3 separate regions of the Sus scrofa genome follow, and all the other regions are linked to region 1. A link is a contact called in public HiChIP or PLAC-seq data. All regions are on one chromosome and are shown on one strand. Each heading gives the region's core, a stretch centred on a gene start, on an enhancer-like site or on the middle of the called end of the contact. The rest is flanking DNA. Distances are from core to core; before and after follow the strand shown. Region 1 overlaps KLF12 (Kruppel like factor 12). Region 2 overlaps KLF12 (Kruppel like factor 12). Region 3 overlaps KLF12 (Kruppel like factor 12).

Evidence for each region. HiChIP or PLAC-seq counts read pairs in DNA pulled down with a chosen protein or histone mark.
Region 2: an H3K27ac HiChIP or PLAC-seq map of skeletal muscle shows a contact between it and region 1. The contact joins two enhancer-like sites. A contact is called at or near these places in 3 of 47 Hi-C or Micro-C datasets (embryonic fibroblasts and skeletal muscle) and 1 of 2 datasets of contacts at active chromatin or transcription factors (skeletal muscle).
Region 3: a contact with region 1 is called in an H3K27ac HiChIP or PLAC-seq map of skeletal muscle, with 2.4 times the contacts expected there. The contact joins two enhancer-like sites. A contact is called at or near these places in 8 of 47 Hi-C or Micro-C datasets (alveolar macrophages, embryonic fibroblasts, epiblast stem cells and 4 more) and 1 of 2 datasets of contacts at active chromatin or transcription factors (skeletal muscle).

Annotation. Positions count from the first base shown.
Region 1 is chr11:46,146,537-46,150,355 of Sscrofa11.1, reverse strand. The region is part of intron 3 of KLF12 (Kruppel like factor 12); the gene reads left to right. Among named protein-coding and RNA genes, the nearest start is that of KLF12, 160 kb to the left of the region's middle. Within about 2 kb of position 1,720, at least 7 of the 83 cell types and tissues checked have an H3K27ac peak or open chromatin away from gene starts, as enhancers often do. A contact at or near this core is called in skeletal muscle, where this site is marked.
Region 2 is chr11:46,249,442-46,253,260 of Sscrofa11.1, reverse strand. All of the region lies in intron 2 of KLF12 (Kruppel like factor 12), which reads left to right. Among named protein-coding and RNA genes, the nearest start is that of KLF12, 57 kb to the left of the region's middle. Within about 2 kb of position 1,585, at least 7 of the 83 cell types and tissues checked have an H3K27ac peak or open chromatin away from gene starts, as enhancers often do. A contact at or near this core is called in skeletal muscle, where this site is marked.
Region 3 is chr11:46,065,175-46,068,993 of Sscrofa11.1, reverse strand. The region is part of intron 5 of KLF12 (Kruppel like factor 12); the gene reads left to right. Among named protein-coding and RNA genes, the nearest start is that of KLF12, 240 kb to the left of the region's middle. Within about 2 kb of position 1,698, at least 1 of the 83 cell types and tissues checked has an H3K27ac peak or open chromatin away from gene starts, as enhancers often do. A contact at or near this core is called in skeletal muscle, where this site is marked.

The sequences.
Region 1 (3,819 bases), core at 471-2,970:
GAAAATGTTAAAGGAAGATGTTTTTCTGCTCCATACCAAGAGGACAGAGTAGCCGTAGCCCTGGAAGTGACAGTGCTGCGAGATTAGAAGGCTAGTGGATGGGCTACTAACCTCTGAGACATGTTATTTATAAGCCAGACCCTAGAGGGATTGTTTGACCTTGTAAAGAAATGTCAGTTCAGCCTGGGGAAGTTTTTGGTAGATTTCCCAGGAGATTGTCATTAGTGTTCATAGATGCTTAGCAGCAAAAGCATAGAAGGTCGTAAGGACTCACAGGCAAAGCTGCTCTTGGTTTGGTCCTGCCTTGATGGAAAAGTAGGTGTATTTAGAACTCTCTTTTCCTCCCTTCCTTCATCTACTATTAAGGTAAAAGAAAAGAGTCTTAGACAGAATGCAAGTGAAGAAAATGTTGCAAGAAGGGAGTCGTCAGTTACAGCCAAGGCTGCTAAGGGATCAGATAACCTAAGGACTGAGAGTTAAGGATTTGAGGAGGCTGGAGTTTACTGGTGACACTGTGTCAGTGGCGCAGTGGGGAGAAAGGACTGACCGAGGTGAGTTCATGTTCAGATGGGAGTGAGGCAAGGGGAGACTGAAAGTCTCAACAGCTCTTAGGACTAGTTTCATTGCAAGAGTTAGGGAGAAATGGAATGGTAGCTGAAGAGGCATTTAAGCTCTCAAGGGAGGGATTTTAAAAGAGAGAGACAGCATAGCCTATTTGTATTCTGTCAAGAAGGATCAAGAAGACAGTTGAAAATGGGTAATTGTAGAGAGGGAAGAGTTACAGGAGCAAAGTTCTTAATTGCACATCCTCTGCTTATATTATTTTGTGGAAGTAACCTGCATCTTGCTGTAATTAACCTGAATTCTAAAGTCAATTTATTAGATTGACATGAGTTTTAGGAAAAAGGATACATAATGGAAAAGGAAAGAAAATGCCAAAAGCAATAGATACAGATCTAGGATTGACAACGAAAGGCAAACAAAGGTTCAGTAAAATTTGGGTTCCATTGAGAATTTTAAAAATGATACCAGCGTTAATACGAATCTGAGATCAAACATCGCTCCTTCATCACAGACTAGAATGTACAGAATAGGTCAAAACAAGAGATAAGCCCCAAATACTTTGTATTTGTTGTTGTTGTATTTCTTTTTTCTTTTTTCTTTTTTTTGACTGCATCCTTGGCATGTGGAAGTTCCTGGCTACTGATCCTTAACCCATTGTGCCACAAGGGAACTCCATGTATTTATTGTTTGAAGACATTCTTTTACATTTGAGCATTGATAAATATTGCATTTTAGAAATGCAGAATACTTGAAGGGCAAGGCCATAACCACTCTGTGAAAATCTAACCATAGAGCTTAAAAAAAGAGAGGGACTTGTTTCCTGCTTCCTATACCTGAGCTTGTCCTTTCTCCATGTAGTAGAGGAACAGGTAATAGCACCTCAAGGCCCAGGAATGAGCCTTGGGCAGGGTGTGGTGACTGGTGGCTTTGAAACAGTCAGAACTAAAGAGCCAGCTGCGTATTTCACTGTTGCCCAATTTTCTTCCCTGACTTCTATCCTGTCCTTCTTTACTACTTTATGTAATAAAGGTCTCTTGGTTTGTTTTCTCCCCCTTTCCCTGTTTTTGTTTCTTGCTGGGTACCCGCCCCCCCCTCCCCGATGTCTGTGACTGTAATAAAAGCAACTGCCCAGCAGGAAAAGCTCAGCTTGTTTCCTGTGCTGCCAATTTTCTTTCCTGGAAATGCAATCGCCGTAGTCCAGTCTACTAGAATTTTACAAAACATATTTATTGCATCAAGAGTTTTTATTATAATGGAGACCTGAAAAATAACTTACTCTGGGTCATAAATGCATTATTCCTGACTTAAATCATTTTGTATGAATAGATCCTTGAGTTTCAAGTACCTTTCCTCCCCAGTGTTTGACTAGGTCATGTTACTGCTGTTAAGAAAGCAACATCCTCGTTTGGGCGTGTAATTTCTTTGGTCATCTCCTTTAAAAGTGTTGTTTGTCTATTATTTTTAGATGAAGCATCTTCCCAAGCCATGCCTTATTTTCCAGCACTCATTCAGGAATTTCAGAGGGCCGTGGCTGTGGGCAGTGCTGAAATGCTCACACCCCATTTCTTCCTACGGGCTGTTGCTTTTCTCAGCAGCCCACAGGAAGAAGCCACGGTGTATTTTTAGTCCTAGGCCATTTATATTTGGAAAAGGAAATACAGGCATCGCAGTGATTGCCGCCGAGCTGGTTAGAGGTTCTGACCATCGCTTCTGACCATTGAAGGCAGATGGAGCTTTGCTCCCTTGAAACTCCTCTTTGTTTCACCACGTCTCTCCTGCTATCAGCTTTCCTGCTCGTTGATGTGTGCGATGTCTTATTTCAGGTCCTGGTGCATTTTGTCACAGACTCGCTTCTTCTGTCCACCTTATGCATAACTGTCCTCTTTTAGTTTGCCATTCGGTGGAATCCTGGTGTCATCTGCCATATGACCAGAATAGTCTAGAACAGTCCCAGGCAGCTCATGTATACAGTTGTCTTGGCTTCTTGAGTGACCGAACTACCACAGCCTCCTTTGGTATAGATTCCTCTTTTAAATCTGAATTTGATTTTTATCAGCAAACCCTCTAGGTCCTTAATCTTTTCTTTTTAATGAGGTTTTACTGTTGCTTATTGGGAAGCAGGACCGGGCAGACTGTTGCTGACTTTTGGCGTATTATTCTTGAATTTGAACTTTGATAGGACTTGAGGGTTTTGCTGCTGTTCTTGTAAAACAAAGACAAGAACTGGTTGCGTAGTGAGAAAGAGCCAATATTTCTGGAAACCTGATTTTTAAACAGGAGTTTGGGCATGACACATGTTTTTCTAAATGCGTATTTTTACTCTTAACTTTGCTTATGGTATCTTTTGGGCATATAAACGTTTTACATTTTTAGGTGATCAAACATGTCTATCTTTTTTACTTCCAGGCTTCTGGTTTTAGTGTGAGACGTGTCCTCTGTCCCCTAGATTTCCACGTAGTCACCAAAATGTTCTTCTGAGATTTATTGGGTACATGTACGTTTTTAATACACTTGGAATTTACCTTTGGATTTGTTGTGAAATTAGGATACAAGTTCCTTTTATTCTAAATGAATAGCCAGTTATGCCAGCACTAGTTATTACATAAACCATTCATTCCCACAGAATTGAAATACTCCCTTTAGCACATATTAAATTATGATATATACTGAGAAAAAATAAATAAGAGTTCCGAATATTTTATACAGATATTTAGTCATTTGTTGTTTGTTTTTAGCAGATTTTCAGTAAGGAGTAGAAACTTACCTGTATTTTTTCGCTTCTGGACATGCACAGAAAGTTGAATGGATTCCATCAAAAAATGGCTTCTTAGACTCTTGTTTATCTGAAATACCTGTAGTCAGTCAATTCCTCTGTTTCCTCTGGTACAGACTGAGCTTGTTCTAAAATGTGATAACAGTAACTGGCTCAAGAGAGGAGAAGGAAATTATTTGTATCATTAAGAGAATTCTTAGAAAAAGAGAAAACTCTAAGTTCCTTGTAAACTGTAAAATGTCAAGGAGTGAGTTTGGCTTCTCCGTCCTCCACGCAGTTAAGTAGTAAATAAAAGTACAAGAGGGGGAAGTTCCCGTTGTGGTGCAGCGGAAACGAATCCAGCTAGGAACCATGAGGTTGTGGGTTTGATCCCTGACCTCCCTCAGTGGGTTAAGGATTCGGCATTGCCATGAGCGGTGGTGTAGGTCACAGACATGGCTTGGATCTGGCATGGTTGTGGCTGTGGTGTAGGCTAGCAGGTG
Region 2 (3,819 bases), core at 336-2,835, 100 kb before region 1:
GTATATTTCACAATGTTGCTTTTATTTCACGGTATGTTCTTCAGCTTGAATAGCAGTAAATCTGTTCAAGTCATCGATGTTGGAGGAAGGCAGAAAAGTACAGAACATCAGCCAGAATATACTACCTAGGCTGTTAGTTAAAGCCAGCCTAGGGTGTGGTTGTCACCAGTCTGGACAACCTCTAAGGACATCCAAATACTTCTCTCCCCTTTACTGTCATTTTTCAGTTTTATGGTAAAGTTTGCATGAAAGATTTAGGTGCATAAAAAACAAAAGCCAATATTCCCTGGGGTTTTACAATGTGAGTAAGAAACTCTTGTCACATTATTTATAGAAGGTATTTTTCTGTTCTCAAATAGGGACAGGAAAAATTGTAGGTTCTAGGTTTTACTTCATGCACGTTCGTAAGAATCAATTTTCCTCCTTGTGAATGGAGCTGATGTTGGTAGTTTAATCCTAATTTAGATTGTGTATGTTGGAGGGGAGTAGAAACTTGATTTTTTTTCTTATTCTTTGTATGTACTTTTTAAAAATACATGACAGATATAATTGCATTCTTTTTTACAGGAAAGCTTTAAGAGAAGCAGAGCACAGTATTTAATGAAATGTATTATCACTTGATTATTTATAGAACATAATTATTTGTATTGAGTCATTTGTAATACTCTCAACCAGCTCTTCTTTAAAGAGATAAAAGCTAGAATGTTAGTGAAATTCATTTTTGGTCCTTTTACTAGACTTTTTCATTGAGGATAATGGGATGGGTGAGAATACTGTGTAGTGTTCAGAATCTCAGAACTACTTTCAGATAGGGAGCGCTGGAAGGTCTGAAGATGTCGTCATTTCCATCTTACAGAACTCTCTCCTCATTGAGTATTAAAGGCTACTTGAACTTTGATTCTTCATAAGAAAATGTATACATATTGGTGACATCAAAAGACTCACATGTATGAGGCGTTCCCGTCATGGCTCAGTGGTTAACGATCTTGACTAGGACCCATGAGGACGAGAGTTGGATCCCTGGCCTTGCTCAGTGGGTTAAGGATCCGGTGTTGCTGTGAGCTGTGGTGTAGGTCGAAGATGCGGCTCAGATCCTGCGTTGCTGTGGCTGTGGTGTAGACCATCAGCTGTAGCTCCAGTTTGACCCCTAGCCGGGGGAACGTCCTCATGCCATGGCTGTGGCCCTAAAAAGACAAAAGACAAAAAATAAAAAAAAATACCCCCCCCCCACCAACTCCCCCCCAAAAAAAACCAGACATTCACATGTGTGATTATGGGCTTTTAAAAAAGATGACCTATTAGTTGCAGTGAACAAAAAGTTGTAGATGTGTAACTTTGCATCATGACAGTGAATGGGAAAGCCTGAAACGGATGCATTGATGGGATTCTGTAATCACTGTGGAAACCTAGTTTTCAGACTCTTCCGTCCATGTTTAGGGGAAGGAGAGTAAGTCTGTCTTTCAGGCTGCAGGCAGCATTATAAAGATCTGCTACTTGACGTGGCCTTCCTATCTCAGGGCACCGCAAAAGCACCTGTTCCTTCTCTCTTTCTTGCTATAAATAGTCCCTTAGTTCTTCTCTGTCAGCTGGTCTCTCCATGTGGTCCCTCCCACCCCGCCAAGGAATTCAGGACCTGATGAGCACATTTCAGAGCTTAAAGAAAGAACTGTGGAGCAGACTTTCTCTCGAACATTCTGGCTGCCTTGCCTCATTCTCGTCCTAGTTTTGTGTGTGTATTTGGCCTCGTCTCTTTAATCAGATCCTAAGCTCTTAGAGGGCAAGAACTATTTCTTATATTTCCCTTGTAGCTCCTGGCACCTGGTAGGTGCTCCGTAAATACATGCTTTATTCAGCTTGTGCAGGCATTATAACTGGCCTGGTGCAAAATAGGAAGCCAGGCAGTAGCCAGTTGTAAACCTGCTCTGTCTCCCTTATAGGGTTATTGCAAACATAACAATAAACATTGAAAATAACAGAGTCCCATGGGTGGCAGCCTTCATCTTGTTGCTGTGTGAACTGGGTAGATAAGAGTGGTTCATTCAGACCTCCTCTCTGCACCTTCCTTCTGTTTGGCACCCTTTGTTTGGTGGTCGTTAAGGCGATTGTTATTGCCGTCTCCTGCAAAGTGATTTCACATTTCTTCAGGCTTGTGGGTAATACAGCACATGTAGCCACATGATCCATGGCCAGGGCACATGTTCTCACGATGGACTTTGGGGGCGACTCTGTCTGTGACCTTTGGTGCTCTGTGTCCTGCTGTGACAAGAGCGTCCCAGTGCTGGCAGCCTTTGGATGTGCTCACACATTAGGAAGCATAGGACTGAGACAGGAAGAGGAATATTCAGAAATGAGGTTGTGTGCCTGGAGTGGGTACCAGCTCAAAGACAGAAAACGTATGATGTTGTCCCTGGCCCTGTAGCTTACCAGCCTGAGTGGCATGGGGAAGTGACTTCTGTCTCCAGGCTTCTGTGTCTTCGTCTGTGCAGTAGGGGTGTTGGAGCCGAGGCCTTCCACATTCAATCTGATGTTAGGCCAGGAGTGAGAGAAAGCATTTCCAGTCATGAGTCCAACAGCCAGCCTGCAGCAAAGCGACCTGCATGCGGAAGCAGAAATGCACAGACTTTCAGGTCAGGCAGACCTGAGTTCACATGCTTCAGCCAGGGTCCCAGAGGGCCCTAGAGGTAGGACAAAAGAGCCTAATGGTTTTGTCCCTGAAGGCAGTTTGCAGGAGCTTTGGCCACCTGTTGTGAGGGACTTTCATAACAAGGTGTGGAAGGCGTTTCTGTATTACAGAGAACTGTCTCCTACCATGTAGGCCACAAAGAAGTCACTTCCTTGAGAACAGAGCTGATGTGTTAGGTTCCTCGTTATTCCTCATCGTCCCCAGCACAGGGAGCTGATTGTTAGGCAGGGCTCAGCAAATAGCGATCAGTTCAGATGCTCTTTATTCTAAGTGGGAGCCAGTGTCACACTAGAATTGAGAGGATTTTGAGACAGGTGCCATTTGCCAAAGCCCCCAATTCTTTTTTTGTTTAATTATTTTTAAACATTGAAGTATAGTTGATACACAGTATTGTGCCATTTGCTGTTTACTGCAAAGTGACCCAGACATTCACATACAGACATTTTTTCCTTATATTATCTTCCATCTTGTTCTCTCCCAAGAGATTGGATATATTTCCCGGGGTGATACAGTAGGACCTCACTGCTTAGCCCTTCTAAATGCAATAGTTTGCATCTGCTCACCCCAAACTCTTAGCCCTAATAAACAAATGGAGATGGGCAAGAATTGTAGCTGGACCTAGAGATGTGTGATGGAGTGCTTTACGGGAGAGAGAGAGTTACATTAAAATTCACCTGCTTTAGAGAAAAAAATCCAGTAACAAACCTACCTTCTTCTTCTTTCCGTAAACCACTGTTTAATTTAACATAAAAGATGTTAATATACATCTGTGTGTAAAAGCTTAGTGAGACAGTGTTACTTTAATGACTTGATCAGAAGAGAAGAGAAGACATTATAAAAATGCCACTTGCATTACCCTTTAACAGAGCCTCATTATTCCGTCCCCTACTGTGGAACAGAAGTCGGCCTAGCTCGTAAATTGGTAGAATTATCTTAGACATATGAATTTGCTTATCATTTAATATTCTCTGATGACCCACTACTTGAGATCTTTTGATCTCTAGTCAAATCTTTGCCTATCACTACCTGACTTCAAAGGGAAACCCATGCAGAAGCTATGTGACGGCGAATGGAAGACTTTTTTTTTTTAAGCAAAAAAAAAAAAAAAAAAATCCCTACTTGCAAAACTCATGTTT
Region 3 (3,819 bases), core at 449-2,948, 81 kb after region 1:
ACTTACCAAAAACTGAGCATAACATTTTTTCCCTAACAGATATGGCTTGTTTCCCAGGATTATTAACTATTATATTTTTAAACAATGTTTCCCATTTTTGAAGATACTATAATTTTTTTTGGTGAGATTTAGACAACATTTCAGAGTTTTCTCAGGGACTAACTTCTATTTCTCATGAAGATTTTCATAGTAAATTAATCTATTATACTAATTTTGATGAGTACTATTTAGATGACTTGTTCTGACCTAAGCCTTAAATAACGAGGGATTTGGGGTTTTGTTTTTGCTTTTGCTTTTCAGGGCCACACATGTGGCATATGGAAGTTCCCAGACTAGGGGTCGAATCTGAGGTTGCAGCTGCTGGCCTGCGCCACAGCTCACAGCAATGCCGGATCCTTAACCCACTGAGTGAGGCCAAGGATCAAACCTGCATCCTCATGGATCCTAGTGGGGTTTGTAACCTGCTGAACCGCAAAGGGAACTCCCAGATTTGTGTTTTAATTTGGGGAGATATGAAGATCTCTCCCTGACTGGTTCTGGGACAGAAATAGGGGTGGAACTTACCAGAAATGATCTGAAAAATTACTTCAACTGTAGAGCGTTGACTACTGATTCTTTAAAGATGGGAATTCAAGTGTTTCACAAATGTTTCAAAGGAAACAAAAAGTAAAAGTAAATGTAGTTTTGAAATCCATGTTTGTTTACATTACTCCGTTCCACAAAATTAACCTTCCTTGGAAGATACCTTTAGTGTATCTTCAAAAAAAGGAAGGAAGGGAGGGAGGGTGGATGGAGGGAAAAGGAAAAAAAAAAAAGAGGGAGTTCCCGTTGTGGCACAGCGGAAACAAATCCAACCAGGAACCATGAGGTTGCAGGTTCCATCCCTGGCCTCACTCAGTGGGTTAAGGATCCGTCGTTGCCGTGAGCTGTGGTGTAGATCGCCGATGTGGCTCGGATCCTGCGTTGCTGTGGCTGTGGCGTAGGCTGGCAACTGTAGCTCCGATTGCACCCCTAGCCTGGGAACCTCCATATGCCTCTTTTTAGGGTGTGGCCCTAAAAAGACAAAAGACAAAAAAAAAAAAAAAAAAAAAGAACCGTGTAGTGTCATACTTCAAAGGTGAATAAAAATTCACAGGTCTCTATTCTAACTTCAATGATTCACACTTAGAATGGGATTTTGATTAAAAACTATGCCTTTTTTTTTTTTTAAAGTATGGGAAGATGATTACCAAAGATTGAGCTTCCAAATTAATTTTATTCCTACATCAGGATTATTTTTAGACACAAAATAATGATTCTTTGGATTTGAATAGTGCCTAATCAGCTCGCCTCCCTTCCCCCATTAAATCTAATTAACCCTCACAATAGCTTGGGGATGTTGTTAAATATTATGCTTTTCTTTTTCATGGAGGGGGACGTGGAGCACCCAGGGAGCAGCCACTCGCTTACACACATGTCTAAAAGCTGGGCCATCTCTCATGGTTTCTCACAGTCGCTAAAGCATATTGTCCCCCATCCAACCTGGAAAGCTCGGGGGATGATAACGTGGATGGCTAGGACATCAAAGGAGAGGGAGAACTCAGGTTGCTTTGGACATCATGGAATTGATATTCCTTCTCAGTCCAAGGCGTGTTGTGCTCAAGAAACTTCCAGAGACCATGACACGCTCAAGTGGGTGGCATAGCTCACAGATTGAGTACCACGTGCTCAGAATCGAGATCCAGTTTCTACAGCTCATTGCTCCGTGCCTGTTTGTGGAACACCAAGTACAGGACGACACAGTTTTTTTTTCCTCACTTGTCCTTCCTAGAGCATTAGAGCAACAAGGCTTTGTTCCTCCAGGATTCATGGCACGTTATTTGGTTGGTAAATTTAAACTCCGTTTATCTTCAGAGAAGGAATCCATGAAAAACAAAAAATCTCTACTATGGGCCTTGAGAAAATTCAGCTTTTATTTATTCAACATGTATTTACCTTCCCAGGCCCTGTGAAAAGCACTAGATTAGAAAGAGAAATAAAACATGGTTTCTGTCCACATGGGACTCTCTGTCTCGGAGCAGGGTGTGTGTGTGTGTGTGTGTGTGTGTGTGTGATATGTCACACGTGTAATATACATATTATATGATATCATACAAATAATATAGAATAAAATGTGGAACACCCTCTGAGAGAGATGTAGTAGAATGTTCAGAGGAGAAACTATCAACTCTATTTAAGACTAGTTTGGGAGTGGGCAGTAGAAATTGGGAAGCCTATGAAGGAAGGAAGATTTTTCAGAAGACCATCCCCAAGGAGGTTTTTGGGTAAAGACCCAGAATGAAAAGGAAAAGCAGGGAGTGCCCATTATGATTCAGTGGGTTGAAGAACCTGCCCTCATGTCTCTGAGGATGCGGGTTCGATCCCTGGCCTCGCTCAGTGGGGTCAGGATCTGGCGTTGCCACAAACAGTGGCGTAGGTCACAGTCGAGCCTTAGATCTCATGTTGCTGTGGCTGTGGTGTAGACAGGCAGCTGCAGCTCCGATTTGACTTCTGTCTTGGGAACTCCCATGTGCTGCAGGGTTGACAAAGCGCTCCCTTTATGGACTCAAACATGTCCACAAAGACCTGGGACCTTTCTACATTAACTCTAGTAGGAGCACACATGGTTTTAATACACCTGCTTCATTTGGTCATGAGTTCGTTACAAATCCTATTGCCTATACTCCCTCGAACTTTTCTTAAGCAAATACTGTGAAACTGGTATATGGAATAAATCAGCCGGCTAGGAAGAAGCTCAGTAAATCACCCGGCCTCTACCTCTAGTGAAGTGATAAACACTTGCTAGTTCTTTGTGAAATATTGACTCTGAAAATCCAAAAGGTTTAAATACTCCTGCTAGCCATAGAGATGAAAGTGTTAGTTGTGCTCCCCAAAATAGAAGTTTGGGATCATTTATAGACCTAGATGCCAAGTTCAACACTTAGGTCTGGCTTGAGTTAGATGTGCAAACACTGTATGTGAGTGATGCTGGGTGATTCTGTGAAGCTAGCACGTGCTCTAGTCAGTTAAAAAATATTGTTCCTCACATAAACAATTACACCTCAGTCAAAGATGAAAAGGCTTGAGCGTCTAAGTTATGCCTAGGAGATGCATGACAATTGGTAGGTTTGTAAATGTCAAGGACATTTGAGCTTTCAAACCATGTTTACTATTGAGTTAAAGATGGCTGGAAATTTTAAGTCGTGTTTTTCTATGCATACTGTGCCTATGAGAGGTGGCATCCATTGGCCTCATGCCTGTGGCAGCATTTCCTCTGGAGCTCAAGAAATGTGTAGAAAAGAATGTCTCTTCAAGGCAAACAAACCTGCTGCAATGGAAAGAAATTGTGGTAGAAATGTACATAGCCAGGAAGGAGCTGAAAGCACCAGGATGTAGGGGATCCAATGACAGATGTTGGGGAAGAGCCAGGTCTGTTAAAACTGTCTGCTAACTCGCAGGGATTAAAGAATGGCAGAAAGAATTTCTTGCAGGACATATTAGCGCCCCAACAAAGAACACGAGATCATTGTCCAACTCATTGGGTATTCAGTTCATCAGAGGTAGCAATCCAGGCCAGACAGGAACTCTCTCCGTCGGAATGGCTCTCCCCTCACTGCCATCCTGCTCCAGGAATATTTGTTCATTTGTGCATTGAGGAAGCCTTTGAGGTTCAGCATGTGAACTGCATTCTCTGTGCCTTGTATCCTAGCTCTCCTCTTCCGCACCTTCCTTTGATACCGTATCCATGCAAATTATAACTATACAACCTTTTTGAGAGCATTTGCTATTCTTTTCTTGCAT